Regions from separate parts of the Mus musculus genome. Here region 2 is linked to region 1. The links are chromatin contacts, called in public HiChIP or PLAC-seq maps. All regions are on one chromosome and are shown on one strand. The core of a region is the stretch at or near the end of the contact, and the rest is flanking DNA. Distances in the headings are between cores, read along the strand shown.

The links. HiChIP or PLAC-seq counts read pairs in DNA pulled down with a chosen protein or histone mark.
Region 2: a contact with region 1 is called in a BATF HiChIP or PLAC-seq map of CD8 T cells, with 10 read pairs. The contact joins two enhancer-like sites. A contact is called at or near these places in 1 of 15 datasets of contacts at CTCF or cohesin (the NIH/3T3 cell line), 4 of 484 Hi-C or Micro-C datasets (CD4 T cells, erythroblasts, nephron progenitors and 1 more) and 2 of 115 datasets of contacts at active chromatin or transcription factors (CD8 T cells and embryonic stem cells).

The regions. Positions count from the first base shown.
Region 1 is chr2:18,104,686-18,112,065 of GRCm38.p6, reverse strand. Mllt10 (myeloid/lymphoid or mixed-lineage leukemia; translocated to, 10) reads right to left here. Exons shown (of 23, transcript NM_001252560.1): 5 at 2,175-2,284. Among named protein-coding and RNA genes, the nearest start is that of Mllt10, 44 kb to the right of the region's middle. Within about 2 kb of position 4,380, at least 8 of the 459 cell types and tissues checked have an H3K27ac peak or open chromatin away from gene starts, as enhancers often do. A contact at or near this core is called in CD8 T cells, where this site is marked.
Region 2 is chr2:18,180,715-18,188,094 of GRCm38.p6, reverse strand. Mllt10 (myeloid/lymphoid or mixed-lineage leukemia; translocated to, 10) reads right to left here. Exons shown (of 23, transcript NM_001252560.1): 14 at 1,699-1,877. Among named protein-coding and RNA genes, the nearest start is that of Gm39761, 12 kb to the left of the region's middle. Within about 2 kb of position 4,829, at least 11 of the 459 cell types and tissues checked have an H3K27ac peak or open chromatin away from gene starts, as enhancers often do. A contact at or near this core is called in CD8 T cells, where this site is marked.

The DNA.
Region 1 (7,380 bases), core at 3,131-5,630:
TCATTTCCCAGCACCCATATAACAAACAACGCATGGTCCTGCACAGACCTTTCACCCAACACTGTGGATGATGAATGGAAACAGATAGGAGGATTGCTGGGGCTTGCTAGATACCAGCCTAGCCAAAAGATTAAAACAAAAACACACAAACAAAAAACCCACAAGCTTCCCATTCTGTGAGTGATCCTGTCTCAAAGAACAACATGGAAACCAAAAGAGGACAGCCAATGCCTTCTTCTGGCTTCCTTGACACACAACTGCACATACATATACCATACCCAAAGAAAAAAATTAAAAATTACTTAAAATTACTAAAGAATATATACACTTCCATAAAGAAAGTTATTCTGTGAATAGCATCTGGCACACACCTGTAACCCCAACCCTCTGGAGGTTGAAGCAAGAAGATCAAATTTCAAGGTCACCCCCTGCTGCTTGGCAAGGCTGAAGCCTGCTGGGATACAAGAGAGCCTGTCTCCACAAAATAAAACAAGCCAAAACAGAAATACCCCCCCTGGGGGGTGGGGGGTGTCAAAAAGCAAAAGCAAAACAGGAAACACTTTGAAGAAATAATGTTATAATAAAAGCAAGGTCAATTAATTAACTTGAAGAAAGAAAAAAAAAAAAAACTGAGAAAAGAACTTACAAACAACAGCACTGGGAGTGGAGAGAGAGCCCAGTGGTTAAGATGGTACAGGTTCGATGCCCAGCACACACATGGCAGATCACAACTGTTTGTAACTCCAAGATCTGACACCCTTACTCAGAGATACATACAGGTCAAACACCAATGCACTTTAAAAAAAAAAACAAAACCAGCACTCTTAATGATAATAAATTCACACTTTCCACGGTAACTACTTAAGAACTGCTCACTTTTTTTTTTTTTTTTTTTTTTGGTAAGACAGGGTTTCTCTGTGTAGTCCTGGCTGTCCTGGGACTCACTTTGTAGACCAGGCTGGCTTTGAACTCAGAAATCCGCCTGCCTCTGCCTCCCATGTACTGGGATTAAAGGCGTGCGCCACCACGCCCAACTGCTCACATTCTAAAGAAAAACTTTACACAATAATCAAACTTCCAAAATACACATATCCTTTCACATGGGCCCCTTCCACAATAGGCGCTCCACAGGTAACTGAACCTAGCAATACTCTATGATACATACATTAGGGATCCAGGAAATGGTAAAAATATCATTTATTGACACAAAAATTTATTCAGTTTCAAAAGCAGAGAAAACAATAAGTAATATGATCTAAATGTTTCATAAGTATGTATATGAGATATTAAAAAAACCACAAAAGTCAAAGATTTAAATAGGGAAATGTCTCCTCATTTTCCATGTTTTAAAAATATTATTAACATATCTAAAGATGTCAAAGCTAACTATAATGGCATTCTTCCACAGAAGCTTCCTTTCTGTGGTCTCAGTGCCTAAAGACACCGGACAACAGGGAAGCCTTGCAACACAGTAGCAGCAGCAACAACAGTGGGAGTAAGCAAATGCTTAAGTGTTTCTATTTTAACACACAGGTAAAGGGAGGGAGGGAGGGAGGGAGGGAGGGAGGGAAGGAAGGAAGGAAGGAAGGAAGGAAGGAAGGAAGGAAGGAAGGAAGGAAGGAAAAAGAGGGTAAGGAAAAGAGAGGGAGGGAGGGAGAGGGAGAGGAAGGAGAGGGAGGGAGGGACAGAGGGAGCGAGCTCTCAAGCGTGTGCCTGCATAGGGTCTCCACTCGGGCATAGGGTCTCAGTATGTTCATATGTTATCTAGGTAGGCCCTGAACTCCTGTCACCTCAGCCTCCTGCCTTGGGATTACTGACAGGAAATAATGACTAATTCAAATCTAATAAAATCTTAGTACTTTAAAAGGCAAGAGGTCAGTAAATCTTCAAAGACAAATGTGTACTGAGTAATTAAAATGTTCTGAAAACATTTATACCTAAATTCAAATAAAAGAGACAGGTTTTGTTTTTGGTATTTACACTCTTGTGAGCTTATTTTAATATTGTAGGCTCAAGATGGTAACTATTTTTCTCAAAATGTCTATGAAGTTAGAGAAAGGTTTTAACATTTTTAAGAAATAAAACAAAAACACCCCCCCAAAAAAGCCCACTTCCTTTCTATCTCCTAGTTTCAGAACCAAAAAATGCAAACATTAAGATGATATCCACTGTACCTTATTATAACGATCATGTGGGACAGACTGTAAAACGATTGGCTCCATTGTAGAAACATTGGCAAATTGTACCTCTGGAATATAGAGGGCACAAACCACATGAGCCCAACCTAAAAATAAATAAATACACAATGTCATTCTTCAAGTTTTATCAAAAATAAAATTACTACCTGTCTTAAGATCTCTTAAAATGGCTATTTAAGCAAATCCATAACAAAACCGTAATAAAACTCTGGCTGCTGCATTATTTAAGTCCTAATTGCCATCCACTCACTACTGGTGCCCAGGGTTCCTAGTCATGGCTGCATCTATTATGTACTCAACATAAGCAGACAGAGAGCACTTAGGAACTCAAGTGTGACACTGATACTTAAGAGCAGACTAAATTCATACTAACACTACTTCTGAAACTTACTTTATTTTTTTTTTAAAGATTTATTTATTTATTTATTATATGTAAGTACATTGTAGCTGTGTTCAGACACTCCAGAAGAGGGGGACAGATCTTGTTACGGATGGTTGTGAGCCACCATGTGGTTGCTGGGATTTGAACTCTGGACCTTCGGAAGAGCAGTCGGGTGCTCTAACCCACTGAGCCATCTCACCAGCCCTGAAACTTACTTTAATTTGAAGAAAACAGGATGATAGTTCCAAGGACTCTAAATACTCCGAGACTAGACCAAAAGGAGGTTCTCCATTTCCAGGTCAGCAAACACTACATAGTGAATTGAAGATCAGACCACACTATAAAGTTAAGACTGTTTTAAAGAGCCGAAATTAAATAAATACACAAATAGTGTGAAGGAGATAAATATATATATTAAATTCAGTAGGTAGCAGTGCCCCTGGTTACTGGTTGAAGTGCTAGGCTCCATTCTCAGTTTGCAGTAAGTTACAGTACTTCAAGTTTCAAAGGCTTGAGAAGCAGTCCAGCTGCAGAACACTGCCTAGTAGACACAAGGGTAGGGCTGCATCTAGTCTCACCATCAAGAACAAAAAGGAGAAAAAAGGATGCTAATATGCTTAATCTTACTAATCTTAAATGTGATTAGTTTTTATATTGTCAATATTTTGAATGTTCATATAGTGGTTGTCATTTTTCTATCTTAAATCTTTATCTGATTACCAGTTGATGTTAAAGTTCCTTTTAATTATAAAAAGTGTGACTGAAGGCTGGAGAGAGAGAGAGATGGCTCAGTGGTTAAAAGCACTGACTGCTCTCCCAGAGGTCCTGAGTCTAATTCCCAGCAACCACATGGTGGCTCACAACCATCTGCAATGGGAGCTGATGCCCTCTTCTGGTGTGTCTGAGGACAGCGACAAGATAGTGTGGTCACATACATTGAATGAGTCAGTGAATGAATCACAAGCAACAAAAGTGTGGCTGCGGTGGCTAAAAAGCTCATGCAGCACAAAAGAGCTCCTGGTAAACTGGAAAGAAGTTCCAGGAAGGTGGGGGACAGCATGGGAAAAGGCAAGTAGAATCATTGACAGACCACAAGCTAAGACTAAACACTAATATGTCACACAAGAGTACCCATAGGCTTTAATCATCAACTCAACAAGCAAAGCAATCCTCAACAAGAAGCATTTTCCTCATCAAATACATCTTATACGGAAAGCCATTTTCACAACTTAGGCACAAATGATGTCCATAATCTGTTAACTACAATTTCTACAATAAAAAGCACAAATGAAATCCCACAAAATTAAGAAAATCAGAATAAACCTACAATTGAGCTATCACAAAATAAGTATGTTTATTATAATCAAATAAATGTAAATTAAAGCAGGATGGCTCTGTGCAAAAGATGATGCAAATCACAAGCAAACAAACAAACAAACAAACAAAGGTACTTTCAAACACCAAAGGAAGGATCATATCCCTCAAAAGGAAAAATTATTACAAAATAAAGCTTGAATTGGGGACAGGAGAGGAAGAGGTATGTATAGCTGCTACTTTTAATGATACTGGCCATAAACATAAGTATAAAAAGCATATATAAAAAACATAGGCTGGGTGTGTTGGTGCATGCCTTTAATCCCAGCACATGGGAGAGAGGCAGGCAGATGGCTCTCTGTGATCTGAAGACCAGTCTGGTCTACAAACTGAGTTTCAGGCCAGTCAGCCTGAAACTATGAGACAGCTCTAAAACAGAGCACAAAGCACAAAGCCTGGAGCAATGGTTCAGTGGTTGAGAGCACTTCTTGCTCTTGCAGACAACCCTGGTTTTAGTGCCTAGTAACCACATGACAGCTCACAACTGTTCTTAACTCCATGACTTCAACACCTTCCTCTGACCAGGTATGTATGTGGTTATGTGTATGCACACACTTGCAGGCACAACATACACATAAAGGACAATACACATAAAATAAAAATAAATAAATCTTTCAAATAATAAAGATTATAAAGCACTGCCAGGTGAACTGGTCCACTATTGAGAGATGAAGGTGAGAGCAAGTCTACAGGAAGCAGGGAAGGGAGGGAGGGAGGGAGGGAAAGGGGAAGAAAGTAAAACTAGGAATTATTGTCTCAATGGTAAGGATTAAGTACACTGATACAAATTAACCTATCAAATGTAAGATCTGTTTCCAAAAACCTTGACCATATCCCAGACAAGGCTTAAAAATATTTAAAAAGGTAAGGCATGGTGAGGCATCACAGTGGTAATCCATCACTAAAGAGGCTGAGGTAGAGAGCCTAGGCCATGAGACTATACATATATAAATATAAGCATATGTACACATACACATAGGATGCAAAATATCCAGATTTATACCAACCAAAAATGGTAAAGGAAGAAGGTGCAAGGGTAAGTATCACACCAGAAAGAAATTATTAAATTCTCTTATTAAACTCTGGAAAACAGTGAAAGGTTTACCACAACCAAGCACCTACTAAACTAAGAAAAAGGGGGGGGGGGGGGAATGGGAGCTCTTTGGAATCTTTCTCTTAACATATGAAAGCTTTAGGTCAGGGGTTCCTAAATACAACTGAGCTTCCAGTGTAGAGAGACTCTAGTCTCTGATGGCAAAATAACCAAAACCAAGGTTTATGAACAAAGAATTATGTCTGTCAATTCTTCAACGGTCTGAAAGCTAACCAAGGACTGAGATGTGCCTGTCTTGCACTCTCTGAGTTCATTCAAAAGAGAAAGTGCCCTTAAATTCAACTCACAGATGCCTGGAGGGAAAGAGTATAGATGAAACACATGACTAAGTACCAAAAGCCTGGGAGGAAAAACTAGAGAGCTCTCTGGCAACCTGGTGCATTTGAAAACACCTGGATGTGCTGGAGGATGTGGAGAGCCACAGACCTGCCTAAAGCACAACTCATCTTAAGACCTAAGAAGACCCTCAATTGACCCCTGGATAGAATCTGTGTATGGTACAAACAAGAAGTGAGAAATAAGGAAAAGTGGGAGATAAACTGGAGAAAACACAGAAAATACAAACACATATAGATGGTGTTTCTTCTATACTTGCCCCCCACTTATCTCACTATTTTATACTAGATGCTCAAGAAAATAAATCATCAAAACACTCACTGAAGAGTTTTCATCAAGTGTAACAAAAATATACAATTTAAAAGTCAATTAAAAAAGGAAAAGAAAACACTGGCCGGGCGTGGTGGCGCATGCCTTTAATTCCAGCACTTGGAGGCAGAGGCAGGCAGATTTCTGAGTTCGAGGCCAGTCTGGTCTACAGAGTGAGTTCCAGCACAGCCAGGGCTATACAGAGAAACCCTGTCTCAAAAAACAGAAAGAAAGAAAGAAAGAAAGAAAGAAAGAAAGAAAGAAAGAAAGAAAGAAAGAAAGAAAGAAAGAAAGAAAGAAAGAAAGAAAGAAAGAGAGAGAGAGAGAGAGAGAGAGAGAGACAGAGAGAGACAGAGAGAGAGAGAGAAAGGGAAAGAAAAGAGAGAGAGAGGGAAAGAGAAGAAGAGAAGAGAAGAGAAGAGAAGAGAAGAGAAGAGAAGAGAAGAGAAGAGAAGAGAAGAGAAGAGAAGAGAAGAGAAGAGGAAAAAGAAGAAGGAAAAGGAAACACAGGAAGCAGCAAAACCTAAACTTTAAAAAGCAGAACTTTACTCTAGAATTAACCCATTATAACAATTATATCCAGTTTTTGATTTTACAATACTTAGGATAGCTCTCAAAGCATAGCACCCTACTACTGAACTACAGCCCCAATACATACATTCTAAAATAGGTTAAAAAGTTTATAAGGAAAACTTGCAGACACTGGGAGATAATTCAGTCGGCAGTAGGTAAAGTGCTTGCTGTGTAGACATAAGGACTTGAATTGAGATCCCCAGTGTCCACATAATCATAAGGTGTGGTAACACATGGCTGTATTCTGTTAGAAAGCAGACAGGAGAGACAGAGTTGCCACCCAGTCAGTCTAGCAAATCAAGGAATCCCAGGTTCCATGAGATACCCTGTATTAAAAATAAGGTAGAGGAAGACGAGTGCTCAACATCAACCTCTAGGCTTTACATTCATACATACACACACATACACACTCATGTGTGCGCGCACACACACACTCAAAAACATTTAAGTATGACTCATTCACAGGAGATATTAACAGAAACTCTTCATACAAAAGTTTAACAGTAGATTTTTTAAATAAAGACCTCAACTGAACTGTCTTACACATGCACAAAGAATTTCATGCTGATGAAGAAATAGAAATTATTAAAAAGAATCAAACAAAATCTTGCCAGGCAGTGGTGGCACACGCCTTTAATGGCAGCACTTGGGAGACAGAGGAAGGCGGATTTCTGAGTTCGAGGCCAGCCTGGTCTACAGAGTGAGTTCCAGGACAGCCAGGACTATACAGAGAAACCCTGTCTCCACCAGAAAGGAAGGAAAGAAAGAAAGAAAGAAAGAAAGAAAGAAAGAAAGAAAGAAAGAAAGAAAGAAAGAAAGAAAGAAAGAAAGAAAGAGAGAGAGAGAGAGAGAGAGAGAGAGAGAAGAGAGAGAGAGAGAGAGAGAGAGAGAGAGAGAGAAAGAAAGAAAGAAAGAAAGAAAGAAAGAAAGAAAGAAAGAAAGAAAGAAAGAAGAGAGAGAGAGAGAGAGAGAGAGAAAGAGGAAAAATTTTTTTTTAATTTGAGGAGGAGGAGGAGGAAGAAAGACTACTAACTGTATTTTCAGTTGACAATACAGTCAGAGATAACAGTCTGACATTTTGATAAATGACAGAC
Region 2 (7,380 bases), core at 3,580-6,079, 76 kb before region 1:
CAAGTATCTCTTATTATGCCTTTGAAAATATGAAAATAAGATAATTACAGAGTTAAGTGGGCTGGGTGTGCTAACACAAACGTACAAAACCTTGAAACTTGGCCAATGGACAGACAATCAGTTTGAGGGCAGGGCTATTGCTTTAAAATACTAGGAGACGAGGGGGTGGATGCACAGGATAGCTCAGTGGGTAAAAGTACTTTAGTGCTCTGACAGGCATTTCTGTCCTTAACAACTTAAGTTTGATCTCCACAAAATCTTTAAGGTAGAATGAAAAAGCCAACTCCACAAGTTGTCTCTTAACCTAAACATGCACACTGGTTTGTCACCACATACATTAAAGACAAATACACACATCCACTCACACAAATAATTCAAAGTAAGTGTGTGTGTGTGTGTGTGTGTGTGTGTGTGTGTGTATATGTGTGTGTAAGTAAGTAATTTAGGACTCTATTGCCATTGGAGTTGTCTGTTTATATGGCTTTCCAAAACATTTAATTACTTGTCTTATTAATAAGATACAAGAGGGATGAAAGGATGGCTCAATGGTTAAGAACATTGAGCCATCCAGAGGTCCTGAGTTCAAATCCTAGTAACCACATTGTGGCTCACAACCATCCGTAATGAGATCCAATACCCTCTTCTGATGTGTCTGAAGACAGCTACAGTGTACGCATATACATAAAATAAGATAAAAATAAGATACAAGAGTATGGTTTTTCCTATTTGTCTCTTGTCTTTGCAACATTCCTATTGCGAGGCCTAGCAGAGCTGACCAATGTCAGTTACTCAGAAGTCTAAAAAGCAGGCCACTAGTGCAAGGCCCACTTAGCCCTAAGAATGAGTTCAAAGAACCCTGGGCAACTCAGCTGAGACCCCACCTTAAAATAATAATAATAATAATAATAATAAACCCTCAAGGGTTGAGTAAGACACAGATCAGTGGTACAGCACTGGCTGGTTGGTATATTAAATCACTGGATTTAAGAACTGAAAAATAAAATAAAAAATCCTATAAATGAGGCTGTATATCAGATTGGGGCAGAAAGGAGAGAAAAGTCATCAAATGTTTATTTGTGAACACTTATCTCCTGGAAGAAAGAAAAGAGAAGAGAAGAGGGAGGGGAGGGGAGGGGAGGGGAGGAGAGGAGAGGAGGAGAGGAAGGCAGAAAGAAAAACTTGCAGTGTATGAAGACATCATTCATTTTTTAAAAAAATATATTTGAAGAGTCATTTTACATTTGGGGATTCATTTTATTATTATTTGATTATGTGTATTATGGGCAGGTGTGTGCACACTGAGTGCTGATGATGCCCATAGAGGCCAGAAGAATCAAATCACCGTTGGAGCTGGAGTTACAGGTGCAAATGAGCCGGCAGATGTGGGTGCTGCCACCTGACTCAGGTTCTCCATAACAACAGTGCATGCTCTAAAGCACTGAGCCATTCTTCCAGCCTAGAGTCAGGTATTCTTCTACATCCTCTCCTATGTAAATTAAAATGATTTAAACAAAAGGTTTCCAAATACTATTTGTGCAGTTTTATATGGTCTTTATTAAAAAAAAAAAAAAAAAAAAAAAAAACCACAAAAGCCCTAAACTGACTCCAACTTTTTCCTACATTTTCTGTCCTTTTTTGGTTGTTGTTGCTGGAGAGAATCTCTCGCATAGCTAAGGCTGCCTCTGAGCTATAACATACCTGAGTTGTAGCAGCAGCAGGGGTTACAGATGACGCAGCTGAGGGGGAGAGAGCTCCCACCTGTTGCAAATGACCAGATGACTGCTGAGGTATATGAGAGCTAGAGACAGGAGTACTAGATCCTGAGCCAGACACCACGTTTGGAAAGGATACGGCTACATCATTGCTGTTATAAATACCTGCAACCAAAGAAATTTTATTTAAGTATCTTACAATTTAGCAGTCAAATTGGTCAGACAAGATTTCTCCTTGATCCCTTCCCTACTAATAAATTTTAAGTGTTTAAAACTATGTTAGAAAAATCTAACACTTAACTTTCCATAAAATATTTCTCTAAAAGAACCTATGTCACTTTTGACTCAGGAAGAATTTTTGTGAAATAAGCAGTTAGCACTGTGAGCATTTCTAAGAGCAACAAAAGGCTTCCATCATGAAGCAGCTGAAGGCTATGTTTCTAAAACCACTTGGTAAAACTTTCAGAATGCTTAGAACCCTAGAAATCATGACCGAGAAGCTATAAAATGGAAAGAGAACTTGTTCTAGAAAGACTGCAATGTAGAAAATGTTCTAGGACAGGATAATAAAAGGCCTTCATGCATCACAGCCGCAAGAACAGAAGTCGCTTCTATCAAGAACCAGGCACAGGACTGCCACAAGTTTCTGAGTGAACAGGGCATGGAAGACAAGGTAGCAGCCACTTTTCAACTCTGAAAACAGGGGGGACAAGAAAATAATGATAACTTGATAAAGACTTTTTTTTTCATTGTTCTGTCAGGTAAAACCACGAGGAAAAAGGAAATGAGGATGTAGATGATATTCCATCGAGAAGAGCTAGAAAGTGAAGCAGGAGAAAAGACAACCTCAGCATACACTAGCAGCTACGGGGCACCGCTGTATTCTGGGGAAAGGATCGACAGATGTGTCAAAGCCGTATGGTGTAACAATGAGAAGCTGAGTGCAAATCACTAGTACCTCATTTAGAAAGAACAATCTAAGCCATGTATCTGTAACTCCAGCACTCTCTCTCAGGGGTGAGAGCTGGGGAGGGGAACTGAAGGCTCACGGGAAACAAAACTCTCTAGGGTCAGGAGAGGAGTGCTAAGAGTGAGAGAGCAGGGCACCTGATGGTCTCCTCCAGCCTCTGTGTGCACAGGGGACCCCAGATGCATATGGCATATACCAAGAGCACCCCCTGCATACTAGCTGTCACATGTGTGTGTGTGTGTGTGTATGCGTACGCGCGCACACACACACACACTCACGTGCACAGAGAAAAAGAGGCTGACCCTAGCCAGGAAGGATTCTACCCCACAGAAACACATGCCAATGCAGAAGTCACTTTTGTCAATGTCCCAGTTTGTAAAAAGTGGGTAATGCTCCTGACACATAATAAGAGGCCAAAGTTGTTGCAAAACTCTTCTGATCCATGTGACAGTCTCCTGGACAAATTTCCTTCTCCAGTGTGTCAGTAAGCATCCAAACCTAAATAGGAACCACGAAAGGAAGAGAGGAGAAAGTGGAGGAAAAGGAGAGAGGAAATCACGAAAACCTGATTTAAATAGGACAAAGAGAGAATATTAATAAATATTAAAAGTAACTAATATTAACTAGTGTTAATTAGGCCGTAGGAAGGAAGGCTGTAGTTTAAAGTATCACAGAGCTGGCTGAGGTGGCTCGGTCAGTGAAATGCCTGCTAAAATCACTACCCTAACTTGATCCTCAAAATCCCCAGGCACTGGGAATAGCACAACTGGGAGCTGAAGGTTCAGCAAAAATTAACATGGAAAAAGATAGTGAGTGCAAAGTGACAGAGGAACATACTATCAGCTCTGGCCCACGCATGTCTGTCTGTCTGTGTCTCTGTCTGTCTGTCTCTCTAACACACACACACACACACACACACACAGAATTGATTTTGGGAATGGGGTTCGGAGAGAGCCTTGGAATTCACTGTATGTCCTGGACACTATGTGTCACTCTATAGACAGAATGGCTTCAAACTCAGAGATTCACCTGCCTTCCCTCCAGGGTGCTGGAATTAAAGGCTTGCACCACTGCTGCCCAGCAACAACAACAACAACAACAAAATTGCAGCCATTAAAGGGGGGGGGGGGTGAAGAATGTAGAAAAACTGACATAACTAGGTATCATAATACTAAATGAAATAAGCTAAACTCAGAAATACTGCACATTTCCTCTTATGGGAAGGTTGGATCTAAAGGGGTGTGTGTGTGTACATGTATGGAAAAATGGAAATTAAGAAACAAGCTTAATCAGAATTAGTAAAGACCATTTTCTATTACAAATGTGAATTACAAGATGATTATCAGGGTCTTGGAGATTCCTGTAGGCATTAACATGCCTGCATAATCTAGACATGACAGGTGAGCTTGGAGCCCCAAGACCATCATCCTCACCAGCAGGAGAGCTATCAGCTAAAGCATTGTTGCACAAGCCTAACAATTGGAAATTAATCCCTAAAATCCATCAAAGAAAAATGAGAAAACTGATGCCACACATAGTTGTATTCTGACCTTCACATCTATGCTGGTGACATTTACATGCACAAAGAAACAAAGAGGCACATTTAAGTAAATCATTTAAAAACCAGCATGCACAAATCTCAGAGGCATATGCACAAAAGCAGTAAGTAATCTTGTGACCTCTAAAACTGACTTTCTGCTGTCCTGGGCTAGGGATAACAGTTTTAAGTTGTGAATATTTAAAAAGCACAATTCTTGTACAGAAAACTAAATTTTTAGGTTCTATTTGAAAATGGAACACTTAAGCTGGGTGCAGTGGTGGTATACATGTTTAATCCCAGTCTGTGGGAGGCAGAGACAGGTGATTCTCTGAGTTCAAAGTCAGCCTGTTCTACATAGTGAGGTCCAGGACCGCCAGAACCACACACAGAAACTGTCTTGGTGTGGGGGGGGGAAAAAAGGAAGGAAGGAAGGAAGGAAGGAAGGAAGGAAGGAAGGAAGGAAGGAAGGAGACAAACCAACAGCAGCAAAGCAAAACAAAAGCAAACAAAAAAACCAACATATCAAAAGTAGCTGGTATAGTGTGAAATCCTAACAATCTGGCTAGCTGTAGACAGGATGTACTCACTTTAACCCATCAGAGTTTCCATTATCTCATACTGTGTGGCTCACTCATGGTACCCATCTTGCCCCTAACATTAATACAGGGTTTCCCACATGTGAGGACAATGGTCAAAACCAAAGAACAAAAATTACAACACCTAGGGATTGCTCAGAATGATCCAGGGAAGAGGACCACAGAAAGAACCTGATGGAGTATTATTTAAAAGACAGACATACAAAATAACAGGGCAAAAACAAAAGGATCAATCTTATTCAAGCAACTTCACAAGAAAGTCTCAAACACATCTACCAATGATCATTTAACGCCAGAGTACAAAGTCAATGAAGTAAAACAACAAATCATAGAACAATAACTAACACCTAACAAACTTAGAGGCTTAGAAGATGAGTCCATAAGTAAAGTGGTTGACATACAAACACAAAAACGAGTCCAATCCCAGAGCCCACGTAAAGGCCAGGCACCGTGGAATTCCAGCAGTAGGGAAGTGGAGACATGAGCAGACAAAGGCTTGCTGACCAGTCTAGCCAAACCTCAGGGCCCTGGGTCCTGTCTCCAAAAACAGTGTAAACAGACTGAGGAAGATACACAACATTAGGCACAAATATTCATATACAGAGACAGACAGACAGAGACAGACAGACAGAGAGACACAGACACACACACACAGACACACACACACGACATACGAGTCTGGTCATGCTAGACAGAACAGAACCAGCACTTTTAGCAAAATGAATATTTGTAACAAAAGACGACTGAGAAAAAGGCAGGTATACATGTGTGCTGCAGTGCATGCTTGTGTGCCATATATGTGCAGGAGCCAAAGAAGGTTAAAGAAGGTGCCAGATTCCTTGGAACCCACATTACAGATGGTTGTAAGATGCCATGTGAGTGCTAGGAACTGAACACACGTCTTCTGCAGGGGCAGAAGTTAAGTGCTCTTAACTTCAGACACATGGCTCCAGCCTAAAAAGACAATACTGAATGTGGATTATTCCAGTTTATTCAACAAATGTTAGCTTTCTACAATTATATATACATATATACACAGACACATACATACAGCAAAAAGAATTTTGCCTTCCTATTATCACAGTAAGCATTGATAATCTAGTAGAGCTAGGTACAGTGATCTATGACTACAGTCCCAGAACCAGGAGGTAGAGGTAGAAGGATTGCAAATTCAAGATGAGTCTAAGCTGTGGAGTGAAACTATCCCTCCAAAACTGGGGGAAGATGTGGGATAAGGTGAAAATAAAGAAGCACTGTGCAAAGCTTTAAAGGAAGGTTGAGATTTAGAGTTAATGAAATGCTTGGACTACTTTTTTCAAGTATATTAGAAATATAAAACGTTGACCTTTGAATACTTGGCTTGCTTATGTGTTTATTGAGTATGCATGCTTCTGGCAAGTGTGTACAGGCCAGAAGTCAATACTGTATAGTGCTCCGCCTTTTTTTTTGAAACACTCTTTCACTGAGTATAGGGCTCACTGAATCAACATTACTAACTGCCAGCAATTCTAGAATCCTGTCTAGGCTTCCCCAGCACTGAGATTCCAAGTGCCTGCAATTATGTTTCGTGTTTTACTCAAGTACCAGGGATCTGACTGAAGCCCAGCATATATACTTCACCAACTGCCTTAGCCCTAATAGCTTAAGTGTGGATGATGAAAACACACCACACACATAATATCCAATGCTCAGAACTAAAAGACAAAAGTTAGGAGGTACATACTGAAATCCAAACAGTACATGTTTTTTTTTTTTTTTTTCTAAGAACAAACTTCTGGCTGAGATAAAAATTGAGTCGGATGTTCTCAGATAAATGATGACAATCAAAGTTACTCAAGTGTCTCCATATTATTATACAAAAACTGACAATGCCCACTTAAAGGTTTTAGAAATGTCAACTCATATTGAGGATCACCAAATGGTAGCTACAGGAATTTTAGCATTTTAAGTGCTAATTTAAAATTTCTAGGTTAAGTAAGTAGTATTATCGGCACAGTATGAAAGCCAAAACTACCATCCAGCACTCCGCAGCACTGATCACCAACCGCCAGACTTAGAAGGTTGGCTGTTTGGACAGTGCATTAGGATGTCTACATAGACTGCCCAGACCAAGCGCAATCTAATAATCCTGCTTGGGAGACATTTATGAAACTCGGGTTTTTGTTATAAAATACTGACTGCAAAATATTCCTTTCACAGTAATAAAAATTAAAGGGAGATGTCTAATTTTCACTCACCAACCTGACAAACACTTGGGTAAGATCTTCTCAATCTTCTGTATCTACTCTTTTTATTTAAAAAGAAAAAAAAAAGGGGGGGGGGGTGGGACTGGAGAGATGACGTAGAAGAGTACTTGCTATTCCTGTAGCTGACCTGGGTTCAAGTCCCAATGCAAACTTAATGGCTCACAACTACCTAGAACTCCAGTCCCAGATACTCTGATGTCCTCTTTTAACTTCTCCAGGCAGCAGAAATCCACATGTTGCACATCTGTCCATGGAAGAGGAGCACATAAAACAAGAACTCAGCAGCAAGTGCTCTTGATGGAGGCCGTCCTCCCCG